5 separate regions of the Mus musculus genome follow, and regions 1, 2, 4 and 5 are each linked to region 3. A link is a contact called in public promoter capture Hi-C and targeted proximity ligation data. All regions are on one chromosome and are shown on one strand. The core of a region is the stretch at or near the end of the contact, and the rest is flanking DNA. Distances in the headings are between cores, read along the strand shown.

Region 1 (2,700 bases), core at 180-2,679, 380 kb after region 3:
TTGCAGCTAACTTTTATTCTAGCTCTAAATCTGACTTGGGTTTTTGTTTGGTTTGGTTTGGTTTGGTTTGGTTTGGTTTGGTTTGGTTTGGTTTGGTTTGGTTTGGTGTTGGATAAGTACATGAAATATATTTGATACTGAAAGTAAAAATTTTGATGTGAAGTTCCACTATCTCTGTTCTGAAATCTCAGAAACATTTATTAATTATATAGCTTGTTAAATATCGGTACCAAGGTATACGGTAGCCAAGAACACCTGCCTGCACATTAGAACCTGGTTCTTAACGAGTGTTGATTTAACTTCTAGCAAAGTGTGAGGACAGAAACAATCCATAAACCCGTACCTAACGGTCTCCCAGCTATTCCCAGGCTGATAAGAGGGACAGAGAATTAAGAGCAAGCTACAAAGAAAACAATTATAATAAAAATATAACAAATGCTTCATTTCTATAGAAAAAAAATCAACCATAATATCTTTTGTTCAAAAGAATGGAGATGTAAACAGACTCTAGCAATTGCAGCCTGCTAACCTTGCCCATACCCCACTGCATCAGAAACTGGGAGACAGTCAGCGCAGGAGATTGTTGTTGTCTACACGATGAATTCCTAACAGAAAAAAAGTCCTCTTTCTGTTTACCTGGGATTGATTTTTTTCACAAACAAACAAACAAACAAAAACATTAAAGAATGGATGACAGAGGTAGGCAGAGAAGGAAAAGAGAAAGGAGAAAAAAGACTTACAATGAAATGCCCATTTTAGCTTAAAAGATACAGAAATAAGCACATTACTTGTTTACAATCCTTACAGATTTAGAGTGTCTGAGATTAAGAGAAAGGATACCTTTGTGTGACTGAAAAAATCAAACCAAGATTGAATAGATACTTTGATTTTCTAGGAGAAACTATAATTTCTATTCCCTACCTCTAGTCTCTTCCTAAGCAAAGTAGACAGCGTAATTCCCTCGGATGTTATCATCATTTGGAAATGGGATGAGTCACCCTTGGAACAAGAAAGAAAAAAAAAAAAAAACACCACCTTGGCTCTTTTCCTCTCCCATTTGACCTCCTTATAAGGACCTTTTTGAAGCTGCTAATCCAGTCTACCAAAATAGCAAACAACTAGTCTTTATTAAAGGTCAGCTGAGATTGCTTGATTGCTTGGAGAATGGAGAGCTTGCTTCTGAGGACTTGGGCGTGGTTCCCACTTCATCCTAGAGCTAAGAACAAGAGCTGCTGTTTGCTTTAGTCTTCAGCTTGCGGCTGCTGTCAAGACCTTATACAAACAAACTTGAAGGGCCATTTGGGCAAATCGTGGACTTGACAGAAGCACGTTTGGAAATCAGTGGCTGAGATCTCACTGCCAGATGGCTCCTGGAAACACACACACACACCACACCCACTCCCCTCTCAATATGATGATTCAGCAATTTAATGGCTCTTAGAGTTGGCAGCTGTCCCCTAGAATACATCTCTGAGGAAATAAACCCACAAAGGTGGAACAGTCTGCCAGGCTCTGTACTTGGCACAAAGCCAGAGCATGACTAAACATAAACCTGAGGCTGCAAAATGTGACAATGAGATATGGTCACACTGGGCATGTTGGAAAGTAATAATAAAGAAAAGAATCTTCCAGAAGGGAGGGGGAAGCAAAGCAAGAAAGGGGGATGAAAGGGGAAAAGAAAGAAAGAAGGAAAAAGAGAGAGAGAAAGGGGAAGGAAGGAAGGAGGAGAGGGAGGGAGGGAGGGAGGGAGGGAGGGAGGGAGGGAGGGAGGGAGGGAGGGAGGGAGGGAGGAAAGACCACACAATAAAGACAAAGACAGGTAGGACAGGAAAAGCCAGAAGATAGATATCAGGGTCCAAGTACCAAGGTCAGTGATCTTACCAGCCATGACAGCTGGGTCTTCCTGAACATGTAATTTCTTACACAAATAATTGAAAAGTGACACTTTATAAATATATGCCTTTCTGGATGAAGTAGACGGCATCAATTTGTGCCTTGAAATTACTAACTTTTAAATTAAAACAATATACAGTGGCTCTGAGAACGCTCCTGTTTAAGGACCGACCTGCATGGCATTTTCTTCTCTTCCTGTAACCACAGAGGGTTCAGGCAGGGAGAAAAGCAGGTTCCTATTGCAGCACACCTCAGAAGGGAAATGAAAACTCTCCACAGAGCTGAAGACCAAGTACCCGAGAAAGAAGCTTATACAAAGATGGACAGGGAGGAAGCCTGTGAACAAAGAAACTAAGTGCTGGCACTCTGAAGACAGGCAGAGGTACAGCGCTGAGATCTGCATGGCTGGAGGAAAGAAAGCCAGCAGCCTTGGTTGGTGTCTCTCTCTCTGCAGAACTCAGGCTGATGCTTCAAAGGCACAGCAGCTTCTTTTCCTTCTGTGGCTCACCAGTAGCACCTTTATTAAATGAAACTCCACCTTGAATGTGGGCTCCTCTGGGAAACACAGCTTCATCAGCGTGAAAGACCTGACTCAGGAGATCTGTGCTGCTGTACAAAGAAACTGCAAAAAAAGCCATGGGAAACAAGGATGCTGGCAACAGGGACCACCAAACTGACAGACTTATTCCAAGGATGAACTAACGTGTCTACTGTAGTGTTGTCCAAATTTGCTCAGTTAGTAAACAGTGGTAGCTATTTTAAAAGAAGAGAAATTAAATTCAAATTGTCTCAAGATGGCTAATTATT
Region 2 (2,700 bases), core at 186-2,685, 440 kb after region 3:
TCTCCTATTCCTAGGTGAGCGGTGGGTGCTTATTTCAGTAAAGACACAAGGCCGAGACTGAGTTTCTGCAGTAAATGGCTTTCTTTTCTTTTTCCAGTGTATCTTAGTGAAACTTCTAAGGGGTCAAAACCCACAGAAGTGATCAGACACTTTCTCAAATCTGAAACTAATCCTCCCAAACACTGCTGGTTGCCAGACTGGAGGTCGGGATGGACTAAAGGTAGGAAACAAAGTATCAGTTTTAATCAACCTCAATGGCCTCTTTTTAAAAAGAAAGCGGAAAAGAAAGAAAAGATGTCTACACTTGATGCTCTGGTGGCCCTCCCTGCCCTTTGTTTTGCCCCGGTGACATCCTGCCTTTTATTGGAGGCACCACCTCAACAGATTTTAGTAGCTTCTTCTGTGAAGGTTTAAAGGAAACAGGCATCATACATTATGTATTTTCTTTTATGCCAAACCCATAAAAGTACTTTTGGTCTTCACAAAAGGTACACTTTCTAAATAAGCCCACCTTTTGTTTTTTAAGTGCCAAGACTGAAACATTTCCTTTATGGTCATTATTATTATTGCCATGCTAGAGAAAAGTGCCTCTCCTGTTCGGAATGGGTAGCAAATGTGGAAACACAATGAAATTGCAGTTTATTGTTTACATTTTCAGACAGAAAAATGCACAAGACCATCATGCGGGGCTCTTCCCTCAGCCCCATCAACCTCAAAATGAAGCCCCCTCAACCTTCAGCCTCTGCCACAGGGTGTGGAGAATACCCTGGAATGCCTCTAAGTTCAGCTCTGAGCAGGCTCTGAGAGTTGCCACCCTGATCCAGGCAGAGCCCTGGCCCTCACAAGGGCTTTGCCACTCCCAGCCTAAGTACTGTCCCAGGGCTAGGTTCTTCCTTTTCACACCTACAGGTCTTGCATCTGGGGAAAGCTGGACTTTTTTTCCTCCCGGAGGATCACCACCCTCCTTCACCCACTGTCTGAGCAACTCTCTCAGGACTGAGGCTCAGGAGACCAGTCACATCAGTTCAGACAGGCCTCACCACTCCACCTCTGCACCTTGCCTGACTGCGGAGGAAGATCGCTGATACTAGAGTTGCAGAGGTTCTTTGCTGGTGCAGCTCGCACACACAGATAAGTAATCCGCAAAGTTGTTTTCACCCTCCTCATCCTCCTCTACTGTGCATCCTCTCCTCCCGACTCCAGCGGCACACACCCACACTCAGACACACAGACACACGCACCCCTGCAGCTTCAATTTACCAGTTTAGATTTGGCGCGTTGCAAAAATTCTTCCATGTCTCTGCTAGGAACTGGGACCAGGGGTCCGGATGGAGAGCGCCGAGAGAGGAGAGCTGCGGTGGACTTGAGCGGGATCTCCAGAAAGTGGTCGCTTTGCGCAGGGACCAGCCGCTCCCTAGGCGGGCCGGCCGGGACTGAGCCCTCCTTGCTTCCTCTGGGCGGCTTGCCCAGCCCACGCCCCGCGGCAGCTCCAGCTCCGACTCTGTCCTAATAAGGAAAGTGGGTGTGCCGCCCGGGAGCCCAGGGACCGCCACCAGCCTGCTGGCACGCGCGCGCCTCGGGGGCCCTGACGCGGGGCAGCTGGTGGGGGTGGCGAGGGGCTCCTTGGCCAATCGCAGAGCCCCGCGGTGGCCTCCTGACGCGGTGCGCTGAAAGATGCTGCAACCATGGACAGCGCCCAGAAGTGCATGCCAAGTGCCAGGCAGGGTCTGCTGCAGTGACACTGCTGCAGGCCTCAAGGCAGCCAGCAGCCAGCAAGGAAAGGTGGGAAGAGGGGCACTGGCCCCAGGAGGAGGCCTTGTCCTCGGCCAGCGCCTCTCTGGCTGGCTGGCACTGTACTGAGTGCCCCAGTGGTCACTTAATGAGCTGGTCTGTTGCCCTGGCCCAGAATGCACTCAGGGAGAGTGGCTGGAGCTGGGAGGGAGAGAGGGAGGGATCAACCAAGGGAGGGCAATATTGCTGAGCTAAAAGCATGCGACCTTGATGGCTATTAACCAGAAGAGCTGGCTGGGAGGTTGTGTAGGCTGCAACTTTTCTCCCTACCCTACAAGCATACCCATCTAGCAACCGACATCCGCAGCTCAGCACAAAGTAGATTAGATGCCTTTGCGTCGGCCCTGCGGCTAATGGATAGCTATGTTCTCAGGCAGCCTCTGTATACTCTGGATATGTATGTTCAGGGAAAGCTGGGCAGCACAAGACGGTAGTTTCACAGACCAGCATCGTGAGCATCGCTGAGCTGATTAGAAATGTACTCTTGGCCCCCACCCACTAAACATGTGTCAGTTTCTACACCATTCTCAGATATGTCTATGTACACTCACATTTAAGAAGCACGGCAGCAAGCATCTACATCTGCAGCTATGAGAGTATTCTATACCAGGGAGGTCTGTGTACTTTTGTTATTCTTACTTAGGTTCTCAGACTCCTTTATTCACAGAGTGTTTGCACACTGCCTGTAAGAATCCCATTGCCTTCTCCTTAGCCCATAATGCCTGACTTAACACTTCATGCCTCAGCACAGAGGTGTTCTCTAGCCTGTCTCAGGGTCCTGTTCCTGTCCAACTAAATCAGCATCAAGCGATGTGAAAGCCACCGGATCAGCCTGGTGTCGGTGTGCTGCCCATGAAATGCAGCCATGAAGCTCCGATTTCTAATGAACTCCAGCACGTGTCTGGATCA
Region 3 (2,700 bases), core at 112-2,611:
CCCTTAAGCTGAGGGGTTCTGTGTGCATTTAAAAGAGCAAGATGTGACTCTTACCATGGACTTTTTCACATTCTTATAGTACGGGTTCCATCCAATGCTCACCACCATTTTATGGACATCGCCGCTCCCAACGCTGGCCCAACCATAATAAATGCCAGTAGACACATCAGCTGGAAGATTGTCCACCACTTGTTCAGGAAAATTGGCTAAATAGAAGTAAACAGATATTCATTGCTACAAGATTCACATTAAACATTGATTAAAAACATATTAAAACGTTAACTTGAATCATTACACTCCCAGGATCTTTCTGTTTTCCAACCTTCCACATTCCGACTTGAATTTCTTCTCTTCAGACAGCACAGGTTACAAGTGAGGCACAAAGCAAGTGTATAAATCTCTTCCCTCCACCCCAAAAAGCCACACGAAAATGCCCAAGTGGAAACAAAGACACGAAATAAACACAGAGGTTTATCGTAAATTACCCATGTAGTCCTCCACTTGGGAGGCTACGAGAGATCCCCTGAGAGATCCCCAGAGCTCAGGGAGTAGGAGGAAGCCTTTGGAAACAGAGCGAGACCCTATCTGTTTGAATTAAAACAAGCAAAAGTCCCTGCTTTTTCCTAGTAACGCCCCTAAGTAGGCTGAGTCACTTTAAAAGATTCTTATTTTCAAAAAACACAACCCCAAATCCCCAATTCAAAGATTGACTTAATAGGTCAAGGCACAGCCCAAGGCATCAATTTTAAGAATGGACAATCAAGTCTTGATTACTAAAACTTACGTAGTCAGACCAAATAAACGTCGGCTCTCATAGAACTACCCGTGTTGTCATTGATCACTACACAGTAGCATCATTAGAATGGAACTTTCAACAGCTTGAGAGTTCGGCCAATCCAACCTGCGGTGCCTTCCCGGACGGGGCTGCGCAGCTCGTCGCTAGCGGCAGGAGCGCGGCTGCCGGGTCCCCTGCCCACGGCCTAGAGCTCCACGGCCCCGCGACGCGCTCACCTGTGGGGATGCCCAGTTGCTTGGAGCCGCGGCCGAAGCCACGCACCACCTGGCCGCGGCAGAAGAACGGCAGGCTCCTCATGACGCTGACCTCGGAGGACGCGGGCTGCTCCTCGCTCCGTGCCTGCGACGGAGCCGCCGTGAGTGCGGCGCCGGGGCCCGGACCAGCCGGGGGATCCCGCGGGAGCTGGGCCGGCGGAGCGAGACACCTGCCGCGACCAGTGCCTGCCCGCAGGATAGCACCCAGCCGTCAGATCCCAGCGGCCGCTCGGCCGGAACTACGACAACCGCGGCGAATGCACAGGTCTGCGGCCCAGGCGACCGGCCTGCTCGGCTTCCGTTGCTCTCCCGCCGTAGCCCCGCCCCCGCCGTTGCGGACCCGCCCAGAAGCCGCGCCCCGCTCGCCGACATCGTAGTGCGGACCGTCCTCACCTCCTGCGGCTGAGGCCCCGCCCTCGCCTCTGTGGCCCCGCCCTCACCCATAGCCCAGCCTCTAATTGTCGCCTTTTCAGCTTCTGAGTTTGGGCTTTGCTGAAATAAGCGTTGCTCACAAGATAACTTAAGTTGTTCTTTTCCTCCACAATTTTGAATAAAATTCTGCCCAATCTTTGCAATCACTTTCTTTTCCCTTACTCGTATGTAACTCTGAGAATGTTCAGCTGATCTTAAAAAATGTTTTCTCTATGTTGGGAACATTCTTGATAACGTTTCATTTCCTTGACTCTAGTATACTAACACAAAACAGGTATTTGTAACTGACTGTGAACAATCAGTTGAGAGAACTCACTGCCTTCAGACCAGCATAAAACAAATATGTGTTGAAAGAACAAAGCACACTACCAAGGTGCTAGGGAATTAACGGGAAGGAAACTGTAACCCCGGGCCCCATAGGACACTCGCCCAGTAAACACTCTAACAGAAGTCTTTAGAAAAGTTTAAATGACTGTGGCTGCAAGCTCACGCTAGCCCTAGATAAACTAGAATTTGAATGCAGACCCTGCTTCCTTGAGCAGCCAATATATGAGAACTACTTAAATGGGAGGATCTGTGCGAGGGGATACTGGGAGAAGGGAGCGCTGCTATTGGGACGTAAGGTGAATAAATACTTTTTTTTAAACAGAAAAAGAAAACTACTTAACAGGTTGCCTGGCAATATTAAAAGTGTGAGCCAGGCATGGTGGTGCATACTTATAATGCCAGGAGTCAGATGCAGAGACCACGGGCTACAGAGACCTAAGAAACTAAGAATGTAATCACTTACCTGCTTAGGGGGGGGCGGTTTCTTTTTTCTTTGTTTGTTGAAGGTGGTGGTAATTGGATACCGGCTCTATTCCAGACTGGCCTGGAGCTCACAACTCTGTCTCAGCCCTTCTGTGTACTGAGATTATAGGCATGCACTAACACAACTGGGTAAGAATGTTTTTAGTGCTGTCTTCCAGGTGTCTTTCATTCCAAATAGTTGATATGTTAGAATGGTAGTTTTCAGTTTCTTCATCACCAGTGACAAAGCACACAGGGAGGTGAGAACCAGATACATCATGCTGGGTTTTATACCACCAAGTCCACGCTCTAAGGGAGTGAGAGAACTGAGATAAAATGAGGAATAAAGATAGATGGTTTTGTATTTCTTTTGGTTTGGTTTTTCAAGACAGGGGTTCCCCGTACAGCGCTGGCTGTCCTGGAACTCAC
Region 4 (2,700 bases), core at 167-2,666, 500 kb after region 3:
AGCTTTCCTGAGCCGGAAGTGGCCCAGATGGATCCTAATAGTCTGTGTGATGTGATGTCCCTCGCAGACATTCCCCGTATCCCTTTTATTTACCTGCACAGCTTCAAGCATCGCGCCAGCTCAGTATTATCACCTGTGGCGCTAGTCTACTTAAACCACGTGGGCAAGGAGATTTCATTCCGTGGACCAAGCATCGCTGAGAGTTTCTTGGTTCTCTGTATAAAAAGGAGCCAGGTGAGGACCAGGACTGATGGGGCCGGCCTGCCCCCCAGTGGCACATTGAGCACAGTAGTAGGAAGGCAGTTTCTTTCCCTGCTGCAGAAAATTGTGTTCAAGTCTCTGATGTTTAATCCTTTATCTAACATGCCTGAGAAGTTTGAGTTCTATAGGATATGATTCCTACTGGATAAGACGTACCCTAACCTAAGGGCAGAGGAACTTAAAACTACCTGGTTCCTGGACAATTACAAAAAAAAAAAAAGCATATACAATGCAAACACTCTATGTATTTTCTGTAAATTTATTTATCTTTCCCTTTTGTGTTGGTTTGTTTTCTTGAGACAGCCTCGTGTATCCCACCCTGACCTTGAACTCCTGATTTCCCTGACTCCACCTCCCAAGTACAGAGACCACTGGTATCTACCACCACACTCAGTTAACACTGTTATTTTCAATTCAGACACTTCATATGTACGCATGTGTAAACCAACTCCAGATTTTATCATTGGCTTCTGACTCTAGAAACCAAGAGAAATTCTTTGAGATACTCAGTAGCATGAAGTCAGGGTTAAGGCCGTGTAGTCTGGCCTCCCCCTCCAGTCTTTTGGAGCATCCTGCCTTGTTTTGTCTGTTTTCGTGCTCCTGCCTTTACAACAACAGCCTTCTAAAGGAACATGATAGCAACATCTTTATAGATAGATTTCCTAGTTTAATTTTTTTCCAGCTAGGTTTAGTGGTGCAAGTTTCTACTTCCAGTTCTTTTGGATGCTAACACAGGAAGATGGCAAGTTTGAGGCTAGCCTGGACAACAGCATAAATCTCAAGTCCAGCCAGGTCAACTTAGTCTCAGAACAAAAAGCAGTAGGGTTTGGGGTGGGGTGCTAAGGCTCTAACTCTGTGGCAAAGTACTTTCTTAGTCAGTATTGGCAAAAATCAGCTCTTCCTACCCAAAGCAGCTTTTCCTGGAAAATTCAGTTTTGCAATTCTAAGCATCTGAATTCGTTTTCATAGAAGCAATCCTTTATTCCCCGCTTCCATAGAATCATCAAGTCACATAATATTTGACAAAACCATGTAAATACAAGAGCAAGGGCAATCTGTACAAAGAACTTTGGGGACAAGCATAAGATAATATGTGACTCAGGCAGCCGCAGAAGGCATGAGCCACAATGAGTCACAGAGAATTGAGAGTATTAGTCACCCTGGTGACTCAGGGCCAATCGGGCGAGTTCTTTTTTAAAAATATGTGTTTAGTATATGTATGTGATTCTGTGCAACTTTCTGTGTGCTTCATATCTGCATGAGCCCACAGAGGCCAAATTCAGGTCTTCTAGAAAAGTCTACCTCATTCAAGCATGCTTGCACCATATCCAACCTCCAGGCCTGGGCTAGATCACACATGCTGTATGCCAGTCCAAACTATTAAGTCCTTCTAACCCTAGCTAGCCTATGCCATATCCAACATCCAAGCTAGCCCAGTTTGCACATCCTGTGCTGTGGTTCAGTCTAGTGTGCTCCCTGGACCCTAGCCCATGCTCATAAATTCCCAGACCTAGCTTAATTATATACTTGTGCACTGGCCCAGCCTGATGAGTCTGTGGAAATTTTGCCTGCCCTCAGACCTAGCCTTGGTCATGAAGACTACATGCACGCCTAGCCTTGTAAGTATCTAAGACTCTGGACCCTCCATGTGATCTCTATACTCGGGATGAAGCTCAGATGCCACAGCTTGTACATCACCACAAGCAGACCTGGCCACTTGTCCCCTTCATATGCCTCTTTAATTACACTAAATTGGATTCACTTCATTCCTCCAGTCCAAAATCAACGCTAGGTGTCTGAATGATTGGCCTGGCAACTCCTCATACCTAATCAGAAGTCAGTCAGGCTTGGGCTACAACAAAAACAAAAGCAAACTTCCATTTAACAGTGGCAGCCTAGAATCTCACATCAGACGATGCTCAACCAATGAAAGAAGTCACATGCCAGGTCTCACCACCAAAACAAAAACAAAGACAAAAACAAAACAAACAAAAACCCCTCAAGGAATATGAAAGGACAAGGCATTACCTCAGCCCCCCCCCCCCCACACACACACACACACACACACAACCTACCACTCCTATAGAATGTTCTCCAGTGAGAATTACTTAAATGAGCCCCAGGACACAGAACTTAGAAGAACAATAACAAACTTCACCAAAGAATCCAAGGACTTTAAAGAAAATGCAAACAGCTCAATGAACTTAAAGAGAATAATACTAAATGCCGGAATGCCATCCATGAAGACATAAGCACATAGCTAAGTAAAATAATCAAAACAGTACAATAATGGGAAAGGAAATCCAGTAAAAAGACAGAACTATTGATGAAAACTCAAACTGAAATGACATACATCAGAACCCAATTTTAAAACCCAGGGATAAGCTTTGCAAGTAGAAAGGATCAAGAAGAAGATAGAATATAGAAACTGAAGATAGT
Region 5 (2,700 bases), core at 140-2,639, 360 kb after region 3:
TCAAAGTCTGGTCTGGGAGTCCAGTGAGAAAATCAATTGAAAGGCACCCCTAATCCAATAAATTTGTGGTTACATTCATGGCATGTCGGATTTATTTTATTATATTTGTCTTCTAGATGTGGGATGTATATGTATGAACGGAACACAAGTAAATATAAAGCAAAGTGTGATAAAAGGTTTTAAAGCACAGGGTGAGACAGGGTACACACCTGAGAATGGGTGTTAGCTTCTCAAGAGAATAGAAGAAAACTGAGACCTTTTCCAGCCTACAACCTGTCTTCCCTTTTGGTACCACTAGGCGGCACCACTGGCCTGTGTTTGTTCTTAATGTGGCTGGGACAGCACTTTTCCTTTTTTTGTTAGCAGTCTTTGAATTAAGGATCAGCACAGCACCCGAAAGCCTTTGTTTGACCCTTCTTGTTTCTCTCTGTCGCTATTCAAATATGTGTGTGTGTGTGTGTGTGTGTGTGTGTGTGTGTGTGTGTGTATTTATTATGTACCAAAATATATTCTTGTTACTTAGGGAACCAGCTCTATATTTGCACAGAGAGGGGCCTCTAGCTTAAAGACATTCCCCTGTTGTTGTTTTCTGTTTGTTTTTGTTTTTGTTTCTCTATGTATCCCTTGGTTGTCCTGGAATTTACTCTATAGACCAGGCTAACCTTGAATTCAGAGACCCACCCGTTTCGGCCTCCCAAGTACTGGGATTAGAGGTCTTTTAAAGAGATTTCTCTGTCTCAAGAAGAGGAACACATTTCCTTTAGTTTCGCAACCTGTTTTTCCATGACAATTTGATACGGTGCGGTAATTAACCATTAAAACATGGCATGTGCTTCCGCAGGAACATTATAGTCAAACTAATTTAAACCAAGGTCAGGTCTCCAAATCAGCAAAAGAATTCTGAAGGCAGGTGACAGACAGGGAAAAATAAACCAAAGGAAAGGTAAGCAACAGATGCTATTAAAAGTAACTCAGGGCAGCTCAAACTGGTCTGAGTACATTCCTAAAAAGGCAATTAGCCAATCCTTTCAGAAATTAAGCCATCAAAATGACATTACAGTACATTTTTTTTTAAATGTATTTACAGAGCAAAAGAGCAGCCATCCACGCTCAGAATCGTGGCCTGAGGGATTCCTTTCTCTGAGGAAACGTGTAGAAGAAAATTAGATCCTAAACTAAGGAGAAACTTCAAGTTGTCACAATGGATTTAGGGTGGTGCTATTTCTTCATTTCCTCAGTGCTAAGTGGAGAGTGAGTTAAGTCACGTGGTTGTTACTGGTCTCTTTGTCTTCGTGGGATGGTTAGGATGACAAAAGTCTCCTATGACTGTCCCAAATACCCACCGCTGTTTAAGGACTGACAGTGGCTAACTGGGGCCCTGGCCGGGAAAATCATTCCTTATAAAGGCTGGCAGTGAGACTGCACTTCATCCAGGAACAAAGGGACAGTGTCCTTCCTCCTAGAAAGGGATTCTAGAGAGAGGAATTGCCTGCTGACTGCTTTCGAGGGTCTAGAAACATAAAATTCTGTTTATAAATGATAAAGTGAGGGGCTGGGAAGATGGCTCAGTGGGGAAAACACTTGGTGTACAAGTGAAGGGCGAACTTTCAGAACCTCAGTAGACAGGCAATCGCGTGGGAGGTGTGGCCACTTAACCTGCCCCAGAGCCTGAGGCTCAGGAGAGCCTCAGAGCCAAGTGGGTATCTTTGATAGTTAAATTATCAAACTCTGGGGCCAAGTAAGAGACGCTGCCAAGTTAGAGACTGAAAGGAATTAATGAAGAGACTGTGTCTATCTGACTTTCATACCTATGCGCATGCACACACATGAACCAATACACACGGGATGGGGAGAGAGGGACAGAGAGACCAAAAACATACATAGGAAGTAAAAATTTCTAAAAATGCAAAGATACAGGTTTATGCATGCATTGGCATTGCCCTCAGATAATGTGCTCACTCCCTAAATGTGATGCTGGACTAAGAAGGGAGGCCCCAAGTGGAAGAAGAGAATGACCCACCCACTTTAAGGGGGCAGCCTGCGCATTTTGATGTTGAATCCAAAGAATGTGGCTTTTTAAAAGGACAAATCTGCAGTGGCTAGAAGGAAGGAGAGCAGTGTCCAGGCAGAAGTGGCCCAGAGGGCTGACAAGGTTTCTAAGAAGGAGCTGGCAGAGGCACAGGAAGTGGGAAGCTGTGTAGAACCTACTTAAAAGATGAGAAATGGGAGCAAAGTAACAGAAAACAGCTACAGCTCAAAGGGGCCGTGAGCCCTCGCTGGCACAGGCCATCTTGGTGAAAGCTTACAAGAGAGGTTTACAGTCCCAGACACAAGGGAGCGTTCTGCATCTCCATCTGCAGAGAGGCAAGCAAAAAAGTGTAGAAAATGGGGGCGACTTAAGCCTGAATCCTCAGCAGCCTTAGAGGTGGCCACAGTTGTGGTGTTTGGGCTCAGTGAGGAAAGATTACAGGCCAATTATTAATGCTATCTGGTACTTTCAATATGATTAGACTCTTAGTCCAAACTAAAATCTGAAAATACAATGCCTTTGGCCAAATGCATGAAACTTGTTAAGTAAATTATGATCAAGTATCAACTTTCTATCCTTTCCTTTTTTTTCCTTTTTTTTTTGTTGTTGTTGTTGTTGTTGTTTTGTTTTGTTCTTTTCGAGACAGGGTTTCTCTGTGTAGCCCTGGCTGT

Evidence for each region. Promoter capture Hi-C pulls out the DNA fragments that hold promoters and counts their contacts.
Region 1: a targeted proximity ligation map of pancreatic cancer cells shows a contact between it and region 3. A contact is called at or near these places in 3 of 39 promoter capture datasets (the 3T3-L1 cell line, hippocampal neurons and stem cell-derived epiblast-like cells), 2 of 484 Hi-C or Micro-C datasets (B cells and bone marrow-derived macrophages), 2 of 130 datasets of targeted methods (bone marrow-derived macrophages and pancreatic cancer cells) and 1 of 9 other capture datasets (macrophages).
Region 2: a contact with region 3 is called in a promoter capture Hi-C map of embryonic stem cells. A contact is called at or near these places in 7 of 39 promoter capture datasets (the 3T3-L1 cell line, the C10 cell line, the HPC-7 cell line and 2 more), 2 of 484 Hi-C or Micro-C datasets (embryonic stem cells and granulocyte-monocyte progenitors), 1 of 130 datasets of targeted methods (bone marrow-derived macrophages) and 1 of 9 other capture datasets (pancreatic islet).
Region 4: a contact with region 3 is called in a targeted proximity ligation map of pancreatic cancer cells. A contact is called at or near these places in 6 of 39 promoter capture datasets (the 3T3-L1 cell line, the HPC-7 cell line, HPC-7-derived erythroid cells and 2 more), 11 of 484 Hi-C or Micro-C datasets (the HL-1 cell line, the N1E-115 cell line, cerebral cortex and 6 more), 6 of 130 datasets of targeted methods (astrocytes, bone marrow-derived dendritic cells, bone marrow-derived macrophages and 3 more) and 2 of 9 other capture datasets (embryonic stem cells and pancreatic islet).
Region 5: a contact with region 3 is called in a targeted proximity ligation map of astrocytes, with 2.1 times the contacts expected there. A contact is called at or near these places in 5 of 39 promoter capture datasets (the 3T3-L1 cell line, the SN4741 cell line, embryonic stem cells and 2 more), 4 of 484 Hi-C or Micro-C datasets (B cells, the G1E-ER4 cell line and embryonic stem cells), 5 of 130 datasets of targeted methods (the NIH/3T3 cell line, astrocytes, bone marrow-derived macrophages and 1 more) and 3 of 9 other capture datasets (adipose tissue, embryonic stem cells and macrophages).

Annotation. Positions count from the first base shown.
Region 1 is chr19:17,010,115-17,012,814 of GRCm38.p6, reverse strand. All of the region lies in intron 4 of Prune2 (prune homolog 2), which reads right to left. Among named protein-coding and RNA genes, the nearest start is that of Prune2, 55 kb to the right of the region's middle.
Region 2 is chr19:16,954,853-16,957,552 of GRCm38.p6, reverse strand. It overlaps Prune2 (prune homolog 2), which reads right to left and starts at 1,435. Exons shown (of 20, transcript NM_181348.4): 1 at 1,261-1,435. The coding sequence starts at 1,296.
Region 3 is chr19:17,392,704-17,395,403 of GRCm38.p6, reverse strand. Rfk (riboflavin kinase) reads right to left here and starts at 1,361. Exons shown (of 4, transcript NM_019437.3): 1 at 1,012-1,361; 2 at 55-206. The coding sequence starts at 1,093.
Region 4 is chr19:16,897,452-16,900,151 of GRCm38.p6, reverse strand. No RefSeq gene overlaps it. Among named protein-coding and RNA genes, the nearest start is that of Gm32341, 21 kb to the left of the region's middle.
Region 5 is chr19:17,028,115-17,030,814 of GRCm38.p6, reverse strand. All of the region lies in intron 6 of Prune2 (prune homolog 2), which reads right to left. Among named protein-coding and RNA genes, the nearest start is that of Prune2, 73 kb to the right of the region's middle.